Regions from separate parts of the Mustela lutreola genome. Here region 2 is linked to region 1. Evidence: chromatin contacts called from public Hi-C data. All regions are on one chromosome and are shown on one strand. The core of a region is the stretch at or near the end of the contact, and the rest is flanking DNA. Distances in the headings are between cores, read along the strand shown.

What was found. Hi-C and Micro-C count contacts between places; a contact is called where the count stands out from the background.
Region 2: a Hi-C map of an unstated tissue shows a contact between it and region 1, with 9 times the contacts expected there. The contact joins the promoter of BOLA3 here to the promoter of STAMBP in region 1. A contact is called at or near these places in 2 of 2 Hi-C or Micro-C datasets (blood and an unstated tissue).

What each region holds. Positions count from the first base shown.
Region 1 is chr9:95,589,173-95,592,172 of mMusLut2.pri, forward strand. It overlaps STAMBP (STAM binding protein), which reads left to right and starts at 1,289. Exons shown (of 10, transcript XM_059188074.1): 1 at 1,289-1,381.
Region 2 is chr9:95,866,234-95,869,241 of mMusLut2.pri, forward strand. BOLA3 (bolA family member 3) reads right to left here and starts at 1,424. Exons shown (of 4, transcript XM_059188087.1): 1 at 1,280-1,424. The coding sequence starts at 1,333.

The DNA of each region.
Region 1 (3,000 bases), core at 39-2,538:
CCAGAGTTTTCAGCCTGAGTTCCAGGAGAATTGATAGTGGATCCTTGCAATGATATGCCTATTTATGCTTGTAGGAGAGAAAGAGTCTCATTCTGTTAAGTGCTTTCAGCTGTAAGTCTCAAAAGCCAGTGACCACATAGAATCACTTTGGGGAAATTCCAAAGACAGATCCACAACAGCGAGTCAGAAAATTAGAGATCTGAACCCTGATCTAGTGGAAGAAGTAACACCAGTTCCGGGGCTTTAAGCAAGACCTTGAAGGATAGGTCATGTCATCACATTAAGGAACTTACAGGGAGGGTCCCCAAGTTTGGTGGGTAGAGTGTCCCCAGAGAGCAGAAAGTATCAGAGTGGTGATATACAAAATCTCCTGATACGGAGATAGCAGGCTTGAAGGATCTTTTTGGAAAGCAGCTGTGCAAGATATTCATACATACACACACCCATACAGAGAATATGCCACTGTTTGTACTTGGTGTAAACAGCTGCCTGTCCTGTCTGCAGGGGCAGGAACCGCATCATACAGTTTCGGTCTCCAATGCGTGGCACGTGGCCCTTAGAAGCCAAACACTCATTTTTTTAAAAAAATTTTATTTTTTAAGAGATTTTATTTATCCATTTGACACACAGAGATCACAAGTAGGCAGAGAGGCAGGCAGAGAGAGAATGGAGGAAGTTGGCTTCCTGCTGAGCAGAGAGCCGGATGTGGGGCTCTATCCCACAACACTGGGATCACGACCTGAGCTAAAGGCAGAGGCTTTAACCCATTGAGCCACCCAGGGGGCCCCAAACACTCATTTTTAATAAATTGTATTGGAGTTCTAACATTCAAAAGTTAGTCTCAAGTTTTTTTCTAAGCAATAGAAGCGATTGCCAAATACCTCAGGCTATCAATTTTGCGTAGGAAGTGACACAAACAAGCAGAAATTTTCAAGAGTTTGGTTTTTTTTTTTTTTTCCACCAATTTAGAAAACTTGCTTAGTTCAGCCAGGTACTTGCATCACCAATCCCTTCTTGAATGTTGATTTGTGGATTTGTGTAAGTGTGGTATAGGGGCTATCTGGCAGGAAACTCGACCCAAAGTCAAATTAATTCCACAAATAGAAGTTAGCTTGATCATTTAACTACTTTAACTACTCGCTGTCCCTCTACCTTGTCGCTTTTCCTTTACCAAGATGGCCGCTGTCGAGCTCTCTCCTCATTGGCAGTCTTTTTTCGCGGGAGGGGGGACAGGGGGGAGGTGGCGGTTCTAACCCCTCCCACCAGCTCACCGCCCTGGGTCCTGCGTTTTTGAGAGTGCAATGGGTAGACCGGCGGGAGGGGCGGGGCGCGCGCCGGATGTGACGTTTCCGGAAGCTCCGAGTGTCGTCCGCGGGGACAGGTGGGGAAGGGTCCGGGAAATGTGGTGGGGCTGAGCCCCGGAGCATAGTCGGACTCTGAAGGGGAGTGGCCGCCGTGAGTGTGGGGCCTGCGGCCTTGTCGTCCCCGCGCCCTCTGCCCGGCCCGCCGCGCGCGAGGCCACTGACGGCACCGGCCTCCGCCAGGCCCCGCGCGTCCCCGCGCGTCCCCGCGCGTCTCCTCCTGCAGCGCTCTGAAGACCCGAGAACCTTGGATAATTTTGTCCCTGGGTTGGCAACTTGGGCGTGAGGGCCTTGAAGGAGGGGATCTCAAGCAGGTGTCAGGAGGTCCCTCTCCCGTGAATACGCCCCCTCGGCTCGTTCCTGCAACTTCCTTTGACCTCGTCTTTCCTCCTCAGTCCTTTATGCCACCTTCTCCTTTTTTTGCGGATGCCGCATCTCCTCTGGAGTGTTGCTCAGCCCTCTAGTACCGCTCGCTGGCCTTGGGAGGGGGTTCCATTCTCGACCTTACAGATCATCTCCCCAGAGGTACTGAGGCGCAACAAGCTTCAGTTAGCTTTAATGGGCTCTGGATCGAGTTTACTAATTAGGCAGCCTGGGGAGGTTTTAGATTTGCTGAGCGGCTTTCTGAGCCTCTAAAACGGCTTTGGGGGAGATGGAAGGCCTTTGCATCTCTGGTAGTCTGCACAGCTTTTGTACTACTCGTGAGGGTGTTTAGAGAGGAAGCTTGGGGAAAGTGTGACCTAGAGGTGGAATTGACCAAGAAAAGCCTCGTCGAGGGAGGGCTTGGAGGGGAGAACAGGAAAACAGTGGGTAGACCAATGAAACACATTTGAGGATTTCTGGGCAGATTAGAATCCTGACTGAAGGGAAAGATCTCTGATGGGAAGGAGTAAGGTTTAAGACTGAAAAGACAAAGTGGGACCACTTGTTAGAGGGCCTTAAATTCCAAAATGGGTTCTACTCTAGTCGTATATTCTAGAGCATGCTGGCTAGGGTGGGCTGTAATTCAGTGTGTATCAAGTACCCAGATTCTTTTTGAAAATGATGTAGAGTCATACCAATTGGGAGTTGGAATCTGATTGTAGCAATAGAATGAGATCTAGAAAGATTGTAGAATTACTGCAGTTCGAAGCAGGGAAAACTCCCTCCCTGTTTTTTGTGGGTCTGTTTTATTTATTTATTTATTTACTTACTTATTTATTTTTGAGTACCGAGTTACCTTTGTGCCCTTTTGTTATTTGAAGAGTGCTTAGTCTTTGAGGATAGATTTGAGTAAGTTGTTTTTCAGGTCTAAATTCATTACCATGATGACATGATGAATGATGTTGTGGATTGACCGAAAGAGGGGTTTAGTGAGCAGAACTAGAATTGTTCTGCATTCATTCCCAGACTAGTTCCCCTCACCATGTGCTCAGAGATGAAAAAGTACACCATGGGAAAGTGTCATTACTCATTAAATGAAAATGACCAAACTTGAAATCAGTTAACAATCATCTTGAAAGTTCTGGGATAGATGAAAGTGGGTAGCTGGTGGGAGAAGTAGCGCAAAAAATATAAGATACCATCCATCTTTTTATGGTGCTGAGAGCAGGGCCACCTCATGATAGGGAATGATTAAAGGGTAGAACCAAATCCCCAT
Region 2 (3,008 bases), core at 174-2,673, 280 kb after region 1:
GTACCACCCCTTCAGCCTTTAGTCCCACTTGTCCTCAGGCTGTTCCTGAAGGCCTAGAGCAGGGTCCTGTGGTAGAAACTGTCAAAGCACCTTCTTCTTTTTTAAGTAGGCTCCACACCCGGTGTGGAGCCCAACGCAGGGCTTGAACTCACCACCCTGAGTTCAAGAAACGAGCTGAAACCAAGAGTTGGACACCTGACCAAGCCACCTGTGCCCCCTGAAGCACCTTCTTTAAAATGATCTGTGCACTGGCTCTTTCACCAGCTAGTTTCAAAGGCCAAGACTGACTCTACCCTGTTACTGCAGCCTTCCAAAGCTGGGCCGGGACAGGCCCTCCGGGAGACTTGGGTGATGGATGGCTGAACGAATGAACAAATGAACAAGCAGAACGAGCACAGCACGCAGGGCATGACTGCTCGCACCTACAAAGAAGTCGCCGTTCCAGCAGGCAGCTGAAAGGCAGGTCAGAAAAATGGTCTGGAGTGAGACGGAGGGACAGAAACTTGATGTTGTGGGCCTAAGACTGGGCTGGAGGAGGGGGAAAGATGGAGCCTCTTCTGAGGACAGAGCCTTGGAGGGGCAAGGGCAGAGGGTAACCAGGTGGCAGGCAGAAGCAGTAATCGCTAAGGGCTGAGGGGACTTGACATTACTGATTCCTTGGGAGGTCTTTCCTCCGTTTAGCTGATCTGCAGGCAGCGGCCTTTACACGAGCAATGTACTGACAAAATCCCCAGAGCCCCGACTGTCCGCGCGGAGAGTCACCCCCTCTTCATACTTCGCGGAGGCAGGAAGGAGAGAAAGTTCGGAGAGCGCGTGGCGAGTGCCCTCTGCTGGGCTTTTAGTCAGGGCGTGTGGGGCTTGGAGAGGGTTAAGGTCCCAGAGGCTGGGAGGACTTGCCCAAAGCCCAGACCCTCGCACTCTCCGGCAGGCACGCCAGGACTGCGAGCTGGGGCTGCCGGGTCTCCGGCTCGGTGCGTCCACATCGCTCTCTCCGCGCCCGCCGGATCCCAACGGTTTCCGTGTCTGTTCCCCTCGCCTCCCCACCTCCACCGGCTCAGGCAGCTCCGCCAGCGCGCGCCAGAGCCTGACACTCCTCGGAGCCCCGCCGCCCGGGCCCACGGAAGGACCCAACCCACGAGGAATGAATGAGAGACGGGAAGGGGAGGGCGCCAGGCCCGGCGCCGCGCTCTCCGCGAGCCTGTCCTCCAGCCTCGACCGGCCCCGCGGCCCCTCCGCAGCTCCCGCCCGGGAACCACAGCCCGGCCCCGCCCGCGCTCACCCCGCGTATCCCGCGGAGCAGCGGCGCCACCACGGCCGGGCTCCACGCCGCCATGCCCGGCCGACGCGGCCCGGCGCCCGAGGTCGCCGCGTCCCGTGAGAGGCGCGGAGCCGGGGACCGGAAGCCGTCGTCGCCGCGGGCGAGGCCGCCCCCTGCCGCCCGGAGGTCGCGAGCTGCCCGGCTGCAGCTCCCGGCCGGTCCTCGCCCCGGGGGGCGCCTCCTCGGAACTTGCTGCTCCGCCAGCTCGCGCGTCTGCCCCGCCGGGTCCGCGCCGAGCTCCGCCAGCCTCCAGGGGTCGTTCCACCGGGGGGCTCTTCTTGCCCAGCCGGGGGACGCCCGGGGTTCTCGGCCCTCCGATCCGAGTTGCCCACAGGCCAATGCCCCTCTCGCCCTAGGAAGGCCATCTCCCTTCCCATCCCCACCGCCGGCAACCTGGCTTCCAAACTGGGGAGTGTGGGTTTCTCCCTCCAGAACAGGGGGGCCGTGGAGGGACTTAAAGCAGGGGAGTCGTTTTCAGATTTGCGTTTTAGAAAGATCGTGCGAAGAGGAGGGACTGTAGGGGGCCTGACACTGGAGATGAGGACAGAAGTTCTGGCGCTGCCGCGATGGTCCGGGTGAGGTGTGAGGTCTCAGCGACAGCTGGAACAGCAGGGATGGAGGAGTGGCTCTGGATACTTGGGAGGGGAAGGGAACAGAGTGACTGGACTGGGCAGCGAGGCTGAGGTAGGTGTCTGGTGTGGACAGTGCGATGGGTGGAGGAGGGCGAGGTTTGTCGTGAAAGGGGCCAACAAACTCGGTTTGGGTTTTGCCCGAGTTTAAGGTGCCTGCAGAGAAGCAGAGCCGCAGACCGTAGAGTCCTGAGAACGTAGTGGAAGCTGCCGGCTCGAGGACAGGTACGATTATCCAGTAAGCCTGCCCCCACCTCTGGACTGATTCACACACACCTCAAGGCCTCATGCCCTTTCTCTCTCAGGCTGTATATTTTGGCAGTCTGGTAAGCCCTGCAGACTTCCCCAGTTCTCACTATTGCATTCCGGCCTGTGCCATCACCATGTTCAGTATGTTCGTCCACACGTGGGACAGGCCTACAGTTGCCCTTATAGTGATCACCTAGATATATGCTTATTCATTCCAGTACTGAGTGACTTCTGTTTTGGGTCTCATAATTTCTCCTTTGGATTACTCTAGTAACCTCTCTCATATTTTTTTGCTTCGTTCCTTAAAACATCATGGCTGGTGGGATTAGGGATAATTTGCTAACTTTTCATTTTTCTTCTCAGGAGTAATTAAAACTACCAAAAATATTTTACCCATTGTGTAGTAGTGAACCACCTTTGGCTCCTCATACCACCAAGGTTCAGAGGAGGTCGACCTCTCCTCCCCTGAGAGTGGTCACATGACCCAGGTCATGGCCCAGCAGGCACCGATTGGTTTGGGTTGGTCAATGATCTGAGCCGGCCCAGTGAGAATTGCTCTAGAGACTCCTCTGGCACTCCGGAAGAGAAATGGTCCTTTGCCACCGGCTGCCATCTTTGTAATCATGTGCGTAGCACCCGTTTAGAAATGAAGTAGATCCAGAAGTTGTTGGGAGACAGATGTTGAACACTGTAGGGTGCCAGAAATAAGCACTGAAGTCATTTTAGTTGGTTAGTGGGTTTGTTACTTGTAAGACACCCACGTTAAACTCACTGATTTGTATTGGACGAATTCCTCTTTTGGTGAAAATAGA